Linked DNA regions of Mus musculus: regions 1, 3, 4, 5 and 6 are each linked to region 2. Evidence: chromatin contacts called from public Hi-C and HiChIP or PLAC-seq data. All regions are on one chromosome and are shown on one strand. The core of a region is the stretch at or near the end of the contact, and the rest is flanking DNA. Distances in the headings are between cores, read along the strand shown.

The links. A called contact is a pair of places that touch in the nucleus more often than the background predicts. HiChIP or PLAC-seq counts read pairs in DNA pulled down with a chosen protein or histone mark.
Region 1: a contact with region 2 is called in an H3K27ac HiChIP or PLAC-seq map of SST interneurons, with 5 times the contacts expected there. The contact joins two enhancer-like sites. A contact is called at or near these places in 13 of 39 promoter capture datasets (the 3T3-L1 cell line, 3T3-L1-derived adipocytes, the C10 cell line and 8 more), 3 of 15 datasets of contacts at CTCF or cohesin (the NIH/3T3 cell line, pro-B cells and stem cell-derived epiblast-like cells), 1 of 484 Hi-C or Micro-C datasets (cortical neurons), 3 of 115 datasets of contacts at active chromatin or transcription factors (SST interneurons, embryonic limb bud and embryonic stem cells) and 2 of 9 other capture datasets (adipose tissue and pancreatic islet).
Region 3: an H3K27ac HiChIP or PLAC-seq map of SST interneurons shows a contact between it and region 2, with 9 times the contacts expected there. The contact joins two enhancer-like sites. A contact is called at or near these places in 14 of 39 promoter capture datasets (the 3T3-L1 cell line, 3T3-L1-derived adipocytes, the C10 cell line and 9 more), 1 of 15 datasets of contacts at CTCF or cohesin (stem cell-derived epiblast-like cells), 3 of 484 Hi-C or Micro-C datasets (cerebellum, cerebral cortex and myocytes), 2 of 115 datasets of contacts at active chromatin or transcription factors (SST interneurons and stem cell-derived neural progenitor cells) and 2 of 9 other capture datasets (adipose tissue and liver).
Region 4: an H3K27ac HiChIP or PLAC-seq map of SST interneurons shows a contact between it and region 2, with 10 times the contacts expected there. The contact joins two enhancer-like sites. A contact is called at or near these places in 9 of 39 promoter capture datasets (the 3T3-L1 cell line, hematopoietic stem and progenitor cells, hippocampal neurons and 6 more), 2 of 15 datasets of contacts at CTCF or cohesin (both in the NIH/3T3 cell line), 1 of 484 Hi-C or Micro-C datasets (neural progenitor cells), 6 of 115 datasets of contacts at active chromatin or transcription factors (SST interneurons, bone marrow-derived macrophages, embryonic midbrain and 3 more) and 2 of 9 other capture datasets (adipose tissue and liver).
Region 5: a contact with region 2 is called in an H3K27ac HiChIP or PLAC-seq map of stem cell-derived neural progenitor cells, with 8 times the contacts expected there. The contact joins two enhancer-like sites. A contact is called at or near these places in 6 of 39 promoter capture datasets (the C10 cell line, hematopoietic stem and progenitor cells, hippocampal neurons and 3 more), 3 of 15 datasets of contacts at CTCF or cohesin (the NIH/3T3 cell line and pro-B cells), 1 of 115 datasets of contacts at active chromatin or transcription factors (stem cell-derived neural progenitor cells) and 2 of 9 other capture datasets (adipose tissue and embryonic stem cells).
Region 6: a Hi-C map of uterus shows a contact between it and region 2, with 4 times the contacts expected there. The contact joins two enhancer-like sites. A contact is called at or near these places in 14 of 39 promoter capture datasets (the 3T3-L1 cell line, 3T3-L1-derived adipocytes, the HPC-7 cell line and 10 more), 2 of 15 datasets of contacts at CTCF or cohesin (the NIH/3T3 cell line and large pre-B cells), 1 of 484 Hi-C or Micro-C datasets (uterus), 4 of 115 datasets of contacts at active chromatin or transcription factors (SST interneurons, bone marrow-derived macrophages, hepatocytes and 1 more) and 3 of 9 other capture datasets (adipose tissue, liver and pancreatic islet).

Annotation. Positions count from the first base shown.
Region 1 is chr8:86,059,491-86,062,790 of GRCm38.p6, forward strand. It overlaps Phkb (phosphorylase kinase beta), which reads left to right. Exons shown (of 32, transcript NM_199446.2): 32 at 1-1,152. Among named protein-coding and RNA genes, the nearest start is that of Gm33632, 97 kb to the right of the region's middle. Within about 2 kb of position 1,306, at least 6 of the 459 cell types and tissues checked have an H3K27ac peak or open chromatin away from gene starts, as enhancers often do. A contact at or near this core is called in SST interneurons, where this site is marked.
Region 2 is chr8:86,583,997-86,587,231 of GRCm38.p6, forward strand. No RefSeq gene overlaps it. Among named protein-coding and RNA genes, the nearest start is that of Abcc12, 19 kb to the left of the region's middle. Within about 2 kb of position 1,300, at least 93 of the 459 cell types and tissues checked have an H3K27ac peak or open chromatin away from gene starts, as enhancers often do. A contact at or near this core is called in SST interneurons, adipose tissue, cerebellum and 5 more, where this site is marked.
Region 3 is chr8:86,027,412-86,030,468 of GRCm38.p6, forward strand. Phkb (phosphorylase kinase beta) reads left to right here. Exons shown (of 32, transcript NM_199446.2): 27 at 2,071-2,273. Among named protein-coding and RNA genes, the nearest start is that of Gm33632, 130 kb to the right of the region's middle. Within about 2 kb of position 1,445, at least 27 of the 459 cell types and tissues checked have an H3K27ac peak or open chromatin away from gene starts, as enhancers often do. A contact at or near this core is called in SST interneurons, cerebellum and cerebral cortex, where this site is marked.
Region 4 is chr8:85,784,182-85,787,131 of GRCm38.p6, forward strand. The region is part of intron 6 of Itfg1 (integrin alpha FG-GAP repeat containing 1); the gene reads right to left. Among named protein-coding and RNA genes, the nearest start is that of Itfg1, 55 kb to the right of the region's middle. Within about 2 kb of position 1,455, at least 23 of the 459 cell types and tissues checked have an H3K27ac peak or open chromatin away from gene starts, as enhancers often do. A contact at or near this core is called in SST interneurons and neural progenitor cells, where this site is marked.
Region 5 is chr8:85,924,418-85,927,616 of GRCm38.p6, forward strand. The region is part of intron 8 of Phkb (phosphorylase kinase beta); the gene reads left to right. Among named protein-coding and RNA genes, the nearest start is that of Phkb, 85 kb to the left of the region's middle. Within about 2 kb of position 1,929, at least 43 of the 459 cell types and tissues checked have an H3K27ac peak or open chromatin away from gene starts, as enhancers often do. A contact at or near this core is called in adipose tissue and stem cell-derived neural progenitor cells, where this site is marked.
Region 6 is chr8:85,870,507-85,873,342 of GRCm38.p6, forward strand. The region is part of intron 2 of Phkb (phosphorylase kinase beta); the gene reads left to right. Among named protein-coding and RNA genes, the nearest start is that of Phkb, 31 kb to the left of the region's middle. Within about 2 kb of position 1,350, at least 58 of the 459 cell types and tissues checked have an H3K27ac peak or open chromatin away from gene starts, as enhancers often do. A contact at or near this core is called in adipose tissue, neural stem cells and uterus, where this site is marked.

The sequences.
Region 1 (3,300 bases), core at 56-2,555, 520 kb before region 2:
TTTTGTGTTGACATTAACCAGACAGCCATTAGTGAGTGAACAGATGTGTTAGTGTGGTGGGTGCTGTATTCTGTTTGTCATGATTGGACCTTTGCATGCAGGTGGCATTCGAATGGTAAGCAATGATTGAAATCAAGCGGAACCCGTTTCCATGATTTGTACCAGCAACTCTAATCTTCACTGAACCATAGAAATAGTTTATGAATCGAAAATTCACAACTGCATGTTTTGTGATCAAATATTCCATCAAAATTCTGAGTCTTCGCTTCTTTAGACTTCATTTTGACCTTCCTGTATTAGAACAAGCCTGGCAAGGGCTGATGCTGTCCTGGGACTCACAAGGTACTGGAGGATGGTGATGGCTATGCCTCTGTTGTACCACAAAACCGAGACGTGTAACACACATCAGAAAAACAAAATTAGCCCCTGGTATTTAACTTAAGAAGCTTCATTGTTAATAATACCATGTTGTACAGAACTGTTAGATGGTTTTTACCTTGTAAACATGACTGTAGTTTTGTATTGAGCTGCATATAAGGGTTGGACTAAAATATAATATATCAAGCATTTTCTGAGCATCTGTTAAATATAGGAATACAGAAGTGCCAGTCAGACAGAGCTGGGAATCATGATACAATCCAGCCTTAAAAATTAGACAAAGATAAGAAGTAGATTACTTGTCTTAGTGTGTTAAGAGAAGTTATGATAAGATGGTCCGGATGAAGCCATCTGTAAAACCTAAGCCTGAAAAAACAGTCATGAAGCCCATGCAGAAAGAGTAACTTCTGGTGGTTGATGGGCAGGGAAGAGAAATTAAAGAACGAGAGGGAGGAAAAGCCCTTGAAATATTTAAAACTTGTTAAAATTCAGAAGAAAGTAAACACTTGTATCCTTAAGAATTAAATTTTTTGATTAGCTGAGCAAAGTTGCAAGGGAAACGCTGTCTTAGTTAAAATAGACATCACTTGCAAGTCTGTTTCTGAATGAGCAGTTAGCTTCCTATTACATATGCAAAGTTTGGAGCTTTCTTCTGCTGCTTGAAAGCATTCGAAATCAGCAACTGTGCGTCAGCTTTTTAAATTGTGAAATGCAAAATTTATTGTTCTGCAAGATATTTTGGGATGATCAATAAATCTTGATGTTCCTCCATCAGAAGCAATGTCTGCTTTCCAATTAGAGAAACAAAATAATCCTAAGAATCAGAATACAGAACCCATGAAATTTAGAAGTCCCATTTGATCTACAGAGTCCACATGTTTTACCAGCGGCACTAGAGGCTGACTGGATATATTAGCACATGTACCGAGGCAAGACAAGCCTTAAACCTGATCTAAAGCCTTCTCTGTCACACTGGCAGGTTCTCTGTGCTAAGTTTATAGTACAATCAACGTCTGTTGGAACTCCTGACTGAATATCAAATTCAACTGCTTTTCCAGAGCACTGTTAGAAGCATGATGTTTTCCAGGCTTCCTTTCATTTTATTTATGACTTTAAAAAAATCATATTTCAGCCTTTAAAAATCAAAATGTGAGATCATCTTGCTGTCATCTTCGATGAGCTTGCAATGTCTTATGGGTGCCAACAAATATTTGCTGAATAACTGAATACATTCAACTTACCACCCCAAGTATTAAATAGATACCACGGGGTGGGCACCGCCCCGGCAGCAGAGACCCATCCCAACTAAACTAAAGAGTCTGGAAGCAGCATAGTGGTATACAGCCGGATAGCGAGAGCCCTGTGTCAGAAACTAAGCGTGTGAATGAGAAGCAAGGGAGGCTGGACTCCTAAAGCAGCAGAAACCTTCCCAGAAGGGGCCAGGCACCACATAAACATAGAGAAGCAGCAAACGGCCTGCAGGAGTTTGTCTATGACCCTCATATTCTGGCCTCACGGAAGCTGAACAGAAATGAGGACAGGTCCATGGGTAAAAGAAGAAAAAGCCTGATGCAATTAGAGAGTGGGGTGAGAATGGTGTGAGCTCACTCCAGGAAGGAAGAATGGAGGATGTTGTTGTAATAGTGAGAGCTCTTCTCGCAGCAGCTGTGTTGTAGCATCCACTTACTCCCCAGCAGCAGCCCCTGGGTTGAAAAAGACCTCTTCTAGTCTCACCGAACTGTATGGACCCCAAATGCACGATCCTTTGAACAGGTACAACTAAGTCATACTAGGACAATAGCTCAGAATAAACTGGGTTTTTGCCCCAGTGACTACCACCATTTTGCTGCCCAGGGATCAGGAAACTATTGAGAGTGGGCATTTTGGCATTTTATCTGAGGAGGCAGATGAGCAAGAGTGACCGTGAACCCTCCAGAGTTGTGGCATCTGACAGCACACAGACTGAGAAATGGCACCTCTCACCGTGTCTGTTACCTGCAGGATAAGATGTGGATCCTTAGGAGCGGATGTGGTTGGTGATCACACTCCTTGCCCTTCTTTCTCTTTCCTATAAGGTTCTTTGAAATTAGTTAGGTCTGCATTTGTTTTGCTTCGTCAAGGACATAGATCTTGTTGCCATGAGCAGGGCACACAGTTTAAAATATTCTCTGACAAACTAAACCGTGGCTTTTTAGTAGTAATACGTAGTCACCCTTACAGATGAGTATCCATCCCTTCACTTCTGTTTTCCCAGAAGTTATCTCTCTTCTCCCAGCTAGTAGAGGAAACTGCGCCCTGCTCCTCGGTGTCAGTGTGGACTTGCTGGTAGGCTTTGCATGAGCCTCCCCCAACTCAGTTGTGTGGCGTTGTTTTACACAGTGCTGGGAACCAAACCTAGGGATCTGTGCATGCGGGGAAAGCACTGTACCCCTGAGCTACCTTTCCTTTCTCCTCCCAGTGCTGTTTCTATTCTTTTTAAAATAGGTATCGATTCAGTAAAAGGAAAGAGCTCACCGTTGAGAAACATAGAGAAACTGCAAGAGGAATCCTAGAGAGCTGAAATGCCAGTGTTCCAGTTTTATTGGAAGCGGTTCCTCCTTTGGTTATTATTTGGTTGTTATTCTTTGTGTGAATGAGAAGCCTCCCAATGGGACACACTGTGGAACAACTGTAGGCTCGATATTTGTCTCTATTTGGATGGCAGCTTGAAAGGGGCTCCACACTCCCTTCAGAATCTCCACATCCACTAAAATAAGACTACCATGTCAAGCATTAATAGTCCTCATTTGTCCAGTTACAAAGTCCAACAAGATCCATAAGTTATTATAAGCAAACTGTTTAGAAAAGCAGTTTTTTAGACAACAACAAACCTTTTTAAAGGCTAGTTTGTAGAAATGACATGATCGAATCAGAACCCTTCAG
Region 2 (3,235 bases), core at 50-2,549:
CAGGACATGGGTCCTTAGAGCTACATCCCCCATATTGGATGTTTGCCTGTCCCTCTGGTCCTTTCTTCTTCTGTCTTAGATCAAAGTGCAGACAAGTCTGTTCAAAGCCAGTGATGGGGTTCTGAGCCAGACACCCCTCCTGCCAGAGTGAGGATCCCTCTATCAGAATAAATGTTATTTATTTATATCAGATAAATGTTGTTATTAATCTGTTCCCATGCCGTGGGCCTCTTTGATTCTCCAGTGTATTTTCAAAACCTTTTTTTTAATGTCCAAGACACGATATGTAGAATTACAGATAACCAATTAAACTAAAAGAGTGCTATGTTAAAAACAAGGCAGGATATTATGAAACATAATCTACTGTGTTGACGCTCTAAGTAACATAATCTAGAAGGAGGTCTAATGACCACCAAGAGTCCAAAGCATCAATACACGTGAGGTTTGTGAAAACTGGGGCAACCAAATGAGATTTGAGAACGCCCATTGATGCCGCCATCCTCGTGAAGGTCGTGGATATGATGTATTTGATTACCTCCATTATGATAAAGGGAAAATGCTAAATTTCCATTAGTAAAAATAATGACATTTTTTTCTGTTCTAGCCCACAGGCACATGGACGACAGACAGGTCAGCTCTCAGACTGGTAATCTGTAAGGTTGCTTCTAACACAAATTATCTAGATGAGACAAGGGGATGTGTATAAAATGTGTTAGGACGTCAGTTTTGTTTTGTTTTGTTTTGTTTCTGGCAAGCCCCCGCTGACCTAGAACTCTGTAGACCAGGCTAGCCTCAAACTCAGAGATCTGCCTGCCTTTGCCTCCTAAGTGCTGTGAGTAAAGGCTCTTGCCACCAGCCCTATGTAAGAATTTGACAGTCTGAAGAGTTGGCACCAGAGTATCACATAGGTGGAAACTGCTTTTGTTCTGAGAACTGTCTGTTAGTCATAGTGGCCCATACATATACCCAGCCACATGAAAGGTTAGAACTGGAGCTACAAGTTCAAGGCCAGCTTGGACCACATAGTGAGTTTGAAACCAGCCACTGCAGAGTGGCTTTAATAAATTTGCTCTGAGTGATTTAGCTGCTGCTGACTTTGAAAATAATCCCAGAAATAGAGATTGATGGAAGAGATCGGGGCTGGGGAGGTAGGTGGAGTCCTGTGGATCGGTGGCAGTAGCCTCTTTCCCATCCTCTGACTCAGGGATCTGCGTTTTTCTGTCCGGATTCCGTGTAGATCACTGCAGTTTTGAGTCTACGGAGCCTTCCTGCATTACTAGGAAGAACCTGCCATCTGCTGGCCAGCTTGAGTAAAACATGAGGACCCTCCTGAAGGATGATGGCTGTTTGGGGAGGGCGTTCTGGTACAAAGGCCATTGCCACAAAATAGGTCTGGGAGGGACAGATATTTTCTATTAACAACTCTGGACTTGGAAGAAGCCGGATAGGATGGCACTTAGAAGGGCCCTTCGATTGCTCTTTGGGACTCCGAAAGTAACGAAAGGGGATAAAAGATTGAAGAAAAAAAAAAAAGTAACAGGGAAAATAGCTATTGAGAGAGAGAGAATGAGGATTTACAGTCAAAAAATACCCCACAAAAAGAAACAGGTGTCACTGGAGACGCCTCCGGGCGGAAGAAGATGAGAACATTTCCCCGCCTTCGGTGTAGACCGTGTTCTTCGGTTCTGAGATCGCATCGCCCTCAGGCAAAACTGTTCCTTCTGCACTGAACGTTCTTCCGACCCCATCCTTCTTATCTAAGTAAATGTTTGTTTGCTGCCGCTCTAGGGAATCTGCAGCAAGTCCGCTGGGCAAGCGAGCTCTATGGAAGCTCAGCTCAGCTCTTTGTCGACACCTCCTGGCACTGCTCTGGAACTGCCTGCTGACTTGTTTACTGCTTACTTCGTGTCTCCAGAGATCAAAACCCCCAGGCAGGGTATCATTTAAAGGCAGCTCTATCCTACTGTGAAAAACTATGCGAGACTATTAGCTTACTGGATTCATTTTTCTTGTGGAATTTTGAGGAACTTGGTGATCACAATTTGAAAACAAATAAAAATGCGTTGACACATTTTTTCCCCTAGAGATCTTCTGCCTAGAAGTTGAAAATCATTTCTTTTTCTATTTCAATATCTGCCAACACCCTTGAGGGGCCTGCCGGCATCCATAGCCTGCTCATAGCAAAAGCCTCGCGATTCTAGAGAGGGAACCCCTCCATTCAGTCCATGTGACTTGGAGCTGATCCTGTCCTCCCACACAGGAGTGACTGGGCCTGGCAAATCCAACTTCTAATAGCTTAACATGCTTGGTTCAGAGATGAGCATATGACTGAGCTAACCCAATGAGAAAATACCCTACTTTGAAACCTTGACTGAGAATTTCTGAACTTGGTAGGCCATGGTCCTGGAGCTTGTGGTCATTTGGTGCCGCCAGAAAGTGGAAAGTGGCCAGAAGTAAAGCCAGAGGTAAGACGGTGTCTACAAGATCAACATTCTTTCTGTACTGGCTCCAACCCAGAACTTTTACTGGACTTCCCCATTCCATTCCATGAGCCATAGCTACTGGGAAGACTTTTATAAAGAACATATTTTAGACAGTAGCTATCCCAGTGTCCAGTTAAATAGGAAGAATAAGGGAAGATGAAGGTTGGGGGTCAATTAACGTTTTGTCTCTAGGAATGTCCCTTACTCTCAGTGTACTGTGGGGAGCAGAACGCCACCCTCCCTTTCTCTTTCTCTCTCTCTCAGATGTATTTGTTTTTATTTTAGGTGTATGAATGTTTCACCTGCATGTATATCTGTTTATCACATGCATGCCCGGTGCCTGCAGAGGCCAGAAGAGGGCATCAGATCACTTAAAACTGGAGTAACATGAGCCGCCGTGTGAATGCTGGAAATTAAACCCGGGTTCTCTGAAAAAGCAGCCAGTGCTGTTAACAACTGAGCCACCACTCAAAATCAGACCAGTTTTAATGCTCCAGTCTTCCCATATCCACACCTTTGCTTCCTTTACAGTGAACTGCACTAGCAGCAGCAGCAGCAGCAGCAGCAGAGGCAGCAACAGCTACAGCAGCAGCAGAAGCAGCAGCAACAGCAGCAGCAACAGCAACAGCAACAGCAACAGCAACAGCAACAACAACAACAACAGGGCATCAGCAACAGCAGCAGCAGAAGCAGCAGCAACAGCAGGGCAGCAGCATCAGCAGCCACTGCCATCTGCAGTGGAAAAACTGCAG
Region 3 (3,057 bases), core at 195-2,694, 560 kb before region 2:
TTTCTGCTCTCCTCCCTCTCCAGTCCTGTGTCTCTTTCTACAATCCTTGATGGTAAATGGGTTGGGTTGAGCTGTGCATGTGGTGTTGGCTGCTGCTGCTCATTTTCTGTAATCTCTAATCATGTAGCTGATTTATTGTTTGATTACAGTGAAAAAAATCTAGTTGCTTTCTGTCTCTCCTTTGGAATGTATGTGTTTATTGTGTGTTCCTGACAGCTAATCTAGGAATATAGTAAGCTTTAATAATAATGAAGTTTTCTAACTTCCTCAATACCATCAACTAATTGCTCATATTTCAGGGATCTTAATTAAGATTAAAATAATTTCATTCAGATATCTAGCTTTGGGAATGTTAGAATAATGTTATTTACCTTCTCCTATGATGTTGTTTAACAATTTAAAATAATTATACCCATAAGAAGTTACTAAGAAAAAGTTACTTTCTATGAAGTTTCTCCATGCTCCATATTAGGAGGTAAACGTCAAACCACTGTCAATGGTTTAGTAAATCAAGGGACAGGAAGTCATTTGCCCTGTACCCTTTATTACCAGAATCTTTATCTGTGCCAGAGTCTTTCACAGCCATTACCACTGTGAAAGTTAGCCAGGCTTTGGGAAACATGTTTCTCCGTGCATTTAGTCCCCAAAGCACTGAAGTATAGCTGATTCCACTACCTCTGGTCATAGGTTTTAGAGCTTGAGGGTCACTGGCCTGACACTAGGAATGTGGGCTTGAATTTGTCTTATCCATTCTGAACAATATCCATAGGCTGTAGCCACCCTGCTCCCACACTCTAGAAGCCTTAGAGCCTGCCCTCCAGCTATGGCTGGACTGTTATCCATCAGGCCAGTACATTTCCCAGGGAAACATTCCCTGACTGCAAAGGATAAGGAAACCAGATGCCAATGGTTCAGCCTAATGACCGAAGGCAGGAGTTTCTTCATCCACTGGTTCCTATCCCTTCACAGACCAAGAAATGGAAATAGATCAAAGTGTGCATTTACTATTTCAGAAGATCTGTTCCAGCCTGAAGTGGTGTGATTTGCTCAGACTTGTAAATTCTCTCAAGCTTTTGGATAAAAGTAGTTTATTTGCTATTATCTCCAGGAGCTAATTATGTACCTTCTGTTTTCTGTTGAGACACACACACACACACACACACACACACACACACACACTGTAGCCCAGGCTGGCCAAGACTCCTAATCCTCCTGCCTCAGCTTCCAACACAGTTCTTACTCTGAGCCCTTCCAGAACTGGAAAGGCTGTTTAAGTTCTTAGCCCTCATCTCTGGGAAAGCACGTCTTTGAGGTGCTGTTTTTCCTGCCTCGAACAGTTATGAGCTGCATCCAAAAGAGATAGGAAGTGTTGATGAGGAGGAAGCAAGAGCAGCAGGCACTCTGAGAAGCAGCTGGCCAAGCAGGGAGGAGAGCCTAAACCTTCTCTTGCCAGCTCTGTCAGCACTTCCTGCTTTGTTTTCTGAGCTCTTTCCTTTCGCAGGCTTGTGGGCAGCCAGCCGTCCCATTCATTCTATAGGTGAGCCATCCAATGCCATGGATCACAACCCTCCATGTATACCTAACATGATCAGGATAAGTGGGGGCTACACAGGAACTACATGGCCTTCCTCCTGACTTTGGAAGGGTTACAGTGTTATTCAAGAGCAGACGGTTCTACTCGAAAAACTGTAAAAATAGATCTCCCAAATGCTGAACTGTGTAGTAAAATACAGTCACTGAATGTGTTCTGGTTCCCCTGGGACTTTCTAGTACTAACCCCCTTCCCTCCAAATTAATAGTTATTTATGTCTACTCACCTTCACTTCCCTGAGACCCTCACCAGCCCTTACATTTTAGACCAGACTCAACCATCATGGACCCCAGTGGGAGTCATACTTTGAAAGCCATTTTAATAAATATCAGGAACAATTATTCTGACTAACTCCCTAGCTTACATAGAGCAATTTCAGCCTGCCAGTCATCCTGAGCCTTGATTTTTATTTTTTTTATTTTTTATTTTTTTGTAACTCAGAATTTTTTTTTTTAACAGTAAAATTCTGGTACTTATAGGTAACTCTAGGTGCCTTTGGACATGAAGAGGAGGTCATCTCTAACCCACTGTCTCCAAGAGTGATTAAGAACATAATCTATTATAAGTGCAATACCCACGATGAGAGGGAGGCAGTCATTCAGCAAGAACTGGTCATCCACATCGGCTGGATCATCTCCAACAGCCCTGAGTTGTTCAGCGGCATGCTGAAAATACGCATTGGGTAAGTGCTCTGTGTGCATAGGGATGTGGTCAAGTGGTCCTCAGTAGGGATCTCCTTCACGGGTAAAGCCACGTCTGCGTGTTCAGGGAGCTGTGCCTCTTTCTTCCATGCTGTGGTGCTTCCACCTCTGCTGGTGTGAAGAAATGAAGGCCAGTGGCCAAAAAGCAGCCATACCTGTATTCACTTCCCAAGTGAGGCATAGCAGAAAAATCAAAATTCTTAAAAATAAAATGGGTGAGCCATGAAAAAAAAATTTCAGGGAACACAATTCAATTAGAAATTGACATTTTAAGAATATTCTACATCTGTTTTGTACCAAAATCTAGTTTTGAATTGTCACTCTTCTAGGTTTGGGCAAGAAATTGAAAGGTGCCAGTTGTCCAAACATCCCTAACCAAGGGTTTCATGGAGAAGGACGAGGAGTGTGACAAGCTCTGTGGTGCTGCTCCTTAGTGTTCTTTCGCCCTGGGTGGCTCAGTACTCCAAGTGAGAAGGGAATACTTCAAAGGCTAGGGCAACCCAGAAAGCATATTACAAGTGGCATATAAATATGCCCTAATCCAAAACACTCTGGTTGACTTCTGAGCATAAAGAGTAACAAACTGTTGGGAAGAATATACAGTTATTATTTGTTGAATATACAGTTATTATTTGTTTGCTGCAGATGCATGGGTGTGTAATTATGAATAAATACAGTTTCTACTCTACTTGCTGATGGATGAATGATTAAAAAAACTTTACAGTTTCTCATATCAATTCCTCCTAGATTTAAGCAATTTTTTTT
Region 4 (2,950 bases), core at 205-2,704, 800 kb before region 2:
TTAGACACATATATACACACATGATTATGCTTTTAAATGATTTGAAAAAGTAGTAATCTGCTAGAAAAAGCCTTTAGGACATCAAGACAAGGCAGTGTCTTCTATGCTTGACAGGGAAGCTGCATGACATGAGATGGCAACAATAACCCATACAATATAACATCAGCTGATATGCCAAGGTGGATACAACTCTTACAAGGCCATATCCCTAAATGAAGCACTAAGGCAACTGATATCTGCTCAGAGGAAGAGCCAGTCTTTTCCAGGGACAAACCTGATAACCCTGATAGACAATTCTGTAGTCAGCCCTAAACACATTTTGATATAAACAATACTAAATGGACACAGATAGTTGTATCTGTGTACTTATGTGTGTGTGTGTGTATATGTACATATATAAATACTGGAATCAGTCTTCTCCAGGGACAAGCTGATAACTGATAGGTCACAGGTCAACCATGTCGTTAGCCTTAAACAAATATACATATGAAACACACAAGATGGACTCAGAAGGTTGTATTCACATATAATGTGTGTGAATATATATATATATATATATATATATATATATATATGCACATATAAATAGATGAATTTGAAAGGTAGTTGAGAAGACATGAGAAGAGTTGGAAAGGGGAAAAGGAAGGGGGGGGGAAATGATGTTAATAGTTTTCATGTACAAAATTCTAGAAAACAAATAATGAAACATTAGAGACCTACAAGATTGCTCAGTGGCTAAAGATGCTGGCTGCCAAACCTGAAACCTGAGTTTGAGTTGAAGATCATCCATGGTAGAAGCAGCTGTGGTAAAGAAGTTCTAGTAAATTGTTCTCTGACTTCCACAGGGTATAGTATAATCCCCTTGGCACCTCAACACACATATAATAAATACCCGTAAGAATAAAGAAAAAGCTTGGTTGTTAAGACTACAAAGTCTCACTACCTCTGATGGCTAAGAGTGAGTCACAGGACAGAATGAAAGGAAATACACCTAAGGTAATGCTGATGGACACTCCCACATCACCTCCTAGGAATGAAGGATTTACCTGGCTTCAAGACGATATGGCCATCATGAAACTTAGCAGCTGTGTTTACCAAAAACCAGCATGAAATGTAGACTGTTTTAACATTCCCCCAAGACAGAGTTGTGTGGCCTTCCCTGAGATTTTAGCCCCTCACTCCATTCTGAAGCCCTGCCCCTAGCTATAAGTAGCCCTGCATGTGACCTCTGGTGCATGTGACCTCTGCTGGTGGCATGGTATATACAACACGCACAAGTCTAAAAAGGGGATTCCTCTGCAGCTTCTGGGAAGGTTGTTACCTCTGCTGGGGTGCAACTTGTCAGTGACATAGATGTTTGGGGGTTAACACTGCTCCTGTAAGTACTTCCTCCCTCATTCCTCCCTCTTGTAAGCCCAATAAACCCATTGTTCCCTAAGCTGGGCTTGGACAGAATCACATCCTTGTTCATTAGTGTCTGATTTGGGATGAATAGATGTTTATTCATTTCTCTCCAGAATAAGGAACATGACCACTTTTCTGTAAAACAGTGGTGCCATTCAGAAGGACATCTTCATGGCTCAAGATTATGCCATGCAGGAAAGGCAGGCTGCAACACAGACAACTACAAAGCTGTGCTTTAAAAAAAGCTCACTTGATCCAAAAGAGCATGTGGGGAAGTTCAAACTTAAGTGTGTGCTCGCAGCAAATAGAGATTTGGTGGAAACAGAAGCAGAGTATCAAGTTTACCTACACCACAGACCAGCTGCTTTACCAAGAAAGAACCATTGAAATAACTGTTAAGAATATTCACAGAGCATGAATGAGCCTATAAAACTGGCCTAAAATAATTTGCAAAGGAATCTACACACAATTATTAAACCAAGAAGCAATGTGTATACACACACACACACACACACACACACACCTACACACACACCTAGTGCATTGTCAGAAACAACAACAGAACAATCAGTTGGCACCTAACAGAGCTTGAGAGCTGAGTATGCCGGGAGAGACAGAGGCCTGTTAAACGCATGGGCATTCCAGAGTACTGGAGAGACATCCAAAGCTACAGCCTCTGAGGAACAGTCTTCGCATATAGGGAAAACATTTCATGTCAAAGGCAGCCCAACGTGTGTCACAAGGAAACAACTGTAACAAGCTTTAGGGATGGGCTCAGAGACGCTGTTTTACTGCAAATCAGAACTGACACCATTTCTCTGATGTTTAATTGCTGACAGGTTTTAAACTTTATCCTTTGTCTGTAGTTGGGTCTTTGTGACTTTGTGTGTTCTTCTTTTGCCCACCCTTTATCCTCCTGGTTTCACCCTATCACTAGAAAGGAGAGAAGGAAGGATAGAGAAGGAAAAGAGAGAAAGAGAGAGAAAGAGAGACAGAAACAGAGAGCTCCCTGAATCTAATTTCTTTCTTGAATCCTCTTTGACCACAGGCACTAACCAACTGCAACCGAATCTTCCTGAATGATCAACAGCCACTCATACTACTTCTCAGGGCCCAAGCATTTATGTATCCTCTGAAAAGTTCCCAAAATTCCAAACGTCACACAATTGTAGAAATTATCTGCACCTGGCAGAATCATGCCTCTGAGAGCATGAGGCAAGTCACATCAGCTGCTGCAGGCAGTCTGAAGCAGTCCCATAGCCCACGCCTGAGATTATAATGAAAACACATTCTTATGTATTTCTTTTTTTTTTAATTAAAGAAACAAAAACTCCAGAATTCTTACTATACCCTTCCTCTAGTGTTTCATATCTGTGCAAGCTGATACAAAAAATCTAGGTGCCACTGGTCAAAGGTCAGGAAGAAGCTCAAAATATGTCACCTAGGCCCTACCTCCAAAATAAATACAAGCCCTCCATGGCAGCTTCATCTCCACGATCTTTCAAACTTTCCAGATCAGAGAGTCAGATCCATCGTGCCAACCAGA
Region 5 (3,199 bases), core at 679-3,178, 660 kb before region 2:
AACCAGTATCTTCTGTCCTATGTAGTAAAATATAGAGCTAATTCCAGCTAGCAGTCAAGTCGTGACCCTTCATTGATTTCTGAATTAGGATACCTCCAGATTATGTGAGCCTGCTTATATCTGTTCACTCCCACCTAGTGTACCAGCCTTTCTATATCTGCAAGCTTTTCTCATAATTTTAGATTGCTTTGAATTGAATTCAGGTGTTCTGTTTCTGGATGCTTCTGGATAAAAGTATCGTAGATCGAACAGACCATAAGGAGAAAATGTGTTTAATATACTTACCCTACTGAATGTCATAGTTTTGCATTGTAGTACTTTGTGGATTATCAGCTGTTTATTCTCATAAAATGACGTTGCTGACTGGGAGCTGTTTAGTACCACAAGAATCTAATTGTACCACATATTTCTAGCCTGAGAAAAGATAAAAATTTTAAGTATGTTTTCTACTGAATTGCTGTTTCTTTTATATCACTGTAAAAAAAAAAATACTAGTGTCTTGGTCACTGTTCTATTGCTGTGAAGACACTATGACCAAGGAAACCCTCATAAAGGAAAGCATTTAATTGGAACTTGCATTCAGTTTCAGAGCTTTAATCCATTATTTTGGTGGGAAGCATGGCTCTGGAGCAGTAGCTGAGAACTTTAAATTCCTGATCCTCAGGCAACAGGGTGGAGTGGGGGAGAGGGCCCTGGCTTAGGCTTTTGAAACTTCAAAGGCCAACCCCAAGGACATAAATCCTCCAAGGCCACAACTCATAAGCTTTCCCAAACATTATCATTCTTTGATGACTAAGCATTCAAACATTTAAGCCCATGGGAGCCATTCTCATTCAACCCACCACAACTACTTAAGTCCTACCTGATGATTTAACCATTTATCTGACTCCCATTGAGATCACATCCTTAGCTTTTCTAGATAGGGTTTCAGTAAGAAGATCTCTTGCTGGGTTTGGGGAGATTGCTCATTTGCCTTAGAATTATTTGAACCTGTTTTGATAACTGCCTCTCATGTTAAAGTGTAGGATATGGTGGTACACTGGGGAGGCAAAGGTGTGTACATCCTTGGGGCTTGCTCGTCAGACCTGGTAGACTTGGCAAGGTTCAGGCTTGTGGGAGGGAGGGCCTCTCTAAAAAAAAACCCAAAAAACATTGCTGTCAACTCCTGGTCACTGCGATTCTCTTGAGTCAGGGATCTATCTTTCTGTAATCCATGTGGTAAGTATTTATACTTTCCTTCTTTTTTTGACTCTTTGCCATTCCCTCTATGTCTGTGCTTTCCAGTTGCTATAGCAGAAGGATTGGGGATGGAGCCTATGACTGTTGCCTTAGAACTTTGGCTCTCCTTTCTGTTGGCACACTGGGTAACACTCCTCTAAGTTGTACTTTGTATGCAGGAAGACTGCTATCCCTGAACCACAAAAACACACCTTTCTGGTGTTCAGAAACTACAGTCCTACTCTTTGACATCTACTCTTGGCCAGTCCTTTAACAGTTGCAGTCTGTGGTACTGAAGAGCTATAGAGTATATATTTAAATCACCTAGAAGCATCAGTTCCTTTACAGAGGGAAACAAACTTGGAGGGGTGTATGATTTTTCCCTCTTAACTTAATGATAGAGTCAGAACTAGATTCCAGGTTAAGAACATCAGGGTGAAAAATAAACCCCACTAGACTGTGGCTCCGAGGTTATTTTTGTTCACATCTTGACATTCAACTCCTCTATAGGCTAAACTCACTTAATATTTTTTAGATAAAGCCCAGATTGTTGTTGTTTTAGTCTAAGCACAGCCTCACCCTTTCCGGGCTTCCGCAGAAGGCTCTATTAATCACTCCAAATTCACCACTTCTCTTCAAGTGTTGCCTAAGTAACTGTTGGCTGGGCCCAGGCTAGTTCCCTGTGCTTTTTCACTGATTTGGCTTTTTTTAGGTCTGAGCAGTTCTTTCAGCATCTCCTGGGACAACTAGGGTGATACTAGACTATGTTCTTTCTCTCTCTCTCTCTCTGCTGATCATTCTCCAAGGCCTGTATTAAATGCTCAAAGAGCACTTCAGTATCTATTTATAGCCACGGCAGTTCTCAACTCCCAGTTACACATCCAGCTAATTTCACATTGCCTCTGGGGTTGCATTTAAACCTATAACTTCTTCATTTTGGTGAAGATTCAAGTTTTACTTATAAAGTATCCGTTGAATCCTAAGGCCTAACCTTGGGGAAAAGTTTTCTGAGCATTAACTTATAAATAGACTCTTATGTTCGACCAAATCCTCACCTTGCTTCATCAGTAATTCTGGTGTTTGAGATTAAGGATGAATGAAAAGTAAAACAATTAAAATTGATATTTACTTTTTAAGGTTTATATTGTTTATATTGTGTTCTCCTTGTTTTTTAGTAAAGTAAAAAACAGTAAAATATTAGATATGTAGCAGTTTAAGATTCCTTTAGTGACCGTGTTATTCCTATGGCATTCATTGTTTAAGGCAACTGCTTGGTATTTTTTCTTTCTTTCTTTTTGATTCTATTATTATTATTAATTATTATTTTATTCTTCTCTCAGATATTATATCCAGATTGCGGTTTCCCCTCCTTCCTGTCCTCCCAGTTCCTCCTCCACACTTCCACACCCCATCTATTCTTCCTGCTATTCTCTTCAGGAAAGGGCAGGCCTCCCATGGAGATCAACCAGACATGGCATACCGAGTTGCAATAAGAGGATGCACCTTCCCAGTAGGAGGAAAGTGTCTCAAAGGCCCTTGTTCCCACTGTTAGGAATCCCACAGGAAGACCAAGCTATACAACTGTAATAAATATGCAGAAAGCCTAGGTCAGACTCATGCAGGTTTCTTGGTTGTCAGTTCAGTCTCAACCCATAACAGCCCAGGTTGGTTGATTCTGTGAGATTTCCTGTGGTGTCCTTGATGTCTCTGGTGTCTACAATCCTTCTTCTCCCTCTCCCACAGGATTCTTTGAGCTCTGCCTAATGTTTGGCTATAAATCTCTGCATCTGCTTCCATCTTTGCTGGATAAAGCCTCCTTGATAACAGTTGGGCTATCTGACCTCTGGGTCCTAGCAATGTCAGGGTTGAACACCCTCTCATGGCATGGGTCTCAAGCTAGACCAGTCATTGTTGGCCACTTTCACAATTTCTGCATCACCTTTACCCCAGCACATCTTACCAAATTGTAGCTTGAAGGTTT
Region 6 (2,836 bases), core at 100-2,599, 710 kb before region 2:
GTACTTAGAGGTAAATATGTACATGTGTGGCTGTTTTTGTGCACATACATGTGAGTATGTGGGTGTGTTTGTGCACATACATGCATGCACATGTGATTGGGTGTGTTTGTGCATGTATATGCATGCACATGTGAGTATGTAGGTGCGTTTGGACACATACATGTATGCCCATGTGAGTATGTGCTGTTAGTGTGGTCAGAGGACGCTCTAGGGCATTGTTCCTAGCCTTCTACCATTTTTGAAGTGGGACTCTTGTTATTCAAAGCTGCACTTGCTAGTCTAGCCTGCCAATGGCTGGGAGGGATCCTCCTGTTCCTGACTCCAGTCTCTGGAAGAGTGAGGACTGCAGATGCTACTGTGTACTTATTTGGGTCCTGAAGATCCAGAGTCAAGTTGTCATCCTTGGATGATAAGTACATTACCCACTGAGCATCTCCAGGCTAACATAAAGCATTTTATGTAATTTTCCTCTTACCTTTGATTAAAAAACAGATTATTTCTTCCAGAACCTTTTTTAGAAGAAAATCATTAACGAAGCCCATGTATCTAGTGTACAATTTGTTAGTTTAACAATGCTTTAATGCCTCCTTTGAATGTTATTGTCTATAAACAAGTTGCATTTTAACGGTTTTTGAAACATTTAATAGAGTCCTAAATACCATTTCAATACATTTTAAGGAAATAATAGTATTTAAGGTAATAAATATGTACTTACTAGGCCTACTAGTATGTCTCCCAGTAAGTAGAATCCACACAATATACACATACACATTGTTAAATTAGGCATGCCAAAAAGAAAAGGATTAAAAATAAAAATAACAATAGCATAAACAAAAAATTATTTAAAAAGAATCAGAGCACCCAAAGGTTTTATCAGTTATTTGAGGGAACTCAAGGTCAGATTCTGTTTTACTCCATTCTGTCTTAACATAGAATGGCGTACAAGCAGCCGCATGGACACAGTTGTGAACACACCTAGCACAGCTGCATCAACAACATGTAAGTGTGTGTCTATCTTCAGAAGGAAGTCTTAGGTGATCTTTCAGGCTGCCTTTTGATTTTCTGCCAGTCTATTTCATTAGAAACTCCCTATTCTTTAATGTAAGGTGGCCATACCAAGGCTCAGTTCCTTCTGCTCTCAGATGGGTTAGTGCCCTGGACCAGCCAACAAGTCCTTCTTGTATGACAAGTTCCTGAGGGGAGGACTGGGGCTGAGGAAAGCTGGTAACTCATAACTCATGGCTTCTCACAAGCAAGCTTATTAAGAAATACACAATCTTCTATGTTGTTTGCAGTAGGGAAATGAGCCAAGATCAGCAGAGAGCTAAGTCATTGTTGGCAAGAGAATGCAACATACTTTAGACAGAGCTGCCTTAGGACTTTAAACCATAGCCCTTCACGGGGGGGAAAGCCAGCTTCCCAGGAACCAAAACTTTGAGGCCCTGGCCCTCGCTCCAGAACAGACCTTGCCACATCTGTCCCTAGTTAAGGATACAAAACTTTTGTTCCTTTTGTCTTTTCATCAATGCCTCTGGGAAATCCTTGGGTCTTCTTGGCTCCCAAAAGATTAGAATGTCCTTCTCTCTGTCATGTGAGCCTTGGTTCATTGGGCCTGTCTGAGCATGGCCTCAGAAGCACCGGAAACACTAGCCTATGCTTGCCTTTCCCTCGCAGAGGTTTCAGGCAACAGCCTGTACTGTCTCTGGTCTAGAACTAAGTTCCCTGCTATGAGCATTTCCGGTGCTATGTTTTACCACTGTAGAATTAGGTCCGTCTCATTGGGAGTACTGCAGTGTACACTAATGGACTAACTATTTTACTGTACTGGTAACCTGTTAACTTCAGAGATGAGATCTCCTTTTATGAATGTCTCAGGCCTTTGGTGTATTGAGTCACCATTCAGGTTAAAAATTGAAATGGATGGTGCTTTCCTCTGCCCTCATGCTTTAGGAGCATCTTTGTAACCCAGGGAATTATTTCCATACCTTGGAAAGTAGCATTGCTTACAGCAAATGGACAGGGAGGAGCTGAGTGCAGTTAGAGTAAAAGCAGAAGTAAACCGCAGTGGTAAAAAGCAGTGGACCAAGCTAACTAGGACAGTGAGCAGGAGGACGCTATGGGCGGCAGGGTTGGACGTGCAGTGGCAGCTAACGTTGGAGCTGCTGGCAGGTGTCTGAGAAACTGGAAGGAAGATTGAGCAGGAACAAATGCCAGTGATGTGGGAAATACCAGGGTTATGGTAGTGCTTTGAGAACTCAACAGATTTGGGTAATCACTTGGATTTTGCCATCTTTCCTTGTCTTCAACTGTGATCAGTGAACAGTTCTATAAGAACATTGACATCTTTACAGCCAGAGCATAAAATTTCAAGCAAAATGTGTGCTTCTCACAGACTTAATGTAGATCCTCAGTGGCAACTGCTTGCCAATCTTAAGTCTGGAATTGGCAACCATTGCTGCTGTATGCAGTTTTTTTGCCCCAACAAATTCATTTCATACCCTGTAGTACAGAGGAGAGGTTCTATACACACCCCCAGTCCTAGCCACTGAAGCTGCAGACAAAACAGTCAGAAGGGGAGAGGTTTCCTACACCTCCCTTCTCTGCTGGAGCCTGTTCACAGTTCCCAAGTGCGGGAGACTGAGGAAATAGTCATAGACTGCATCCTTTGTTTAAGGAAGGGAGATTTTGTGCCTACCTTTTTAAGGTTGTACTCTGTTTCTATAAGCACATTTCAGAATTTGGACCGTACTCATTGAATAGATAATAATAGATAGAAATCGAGACAGCTTACTAGGAAGCTGGGTGAATGCAAATGCTGAAAGCACTGGACCAAAGG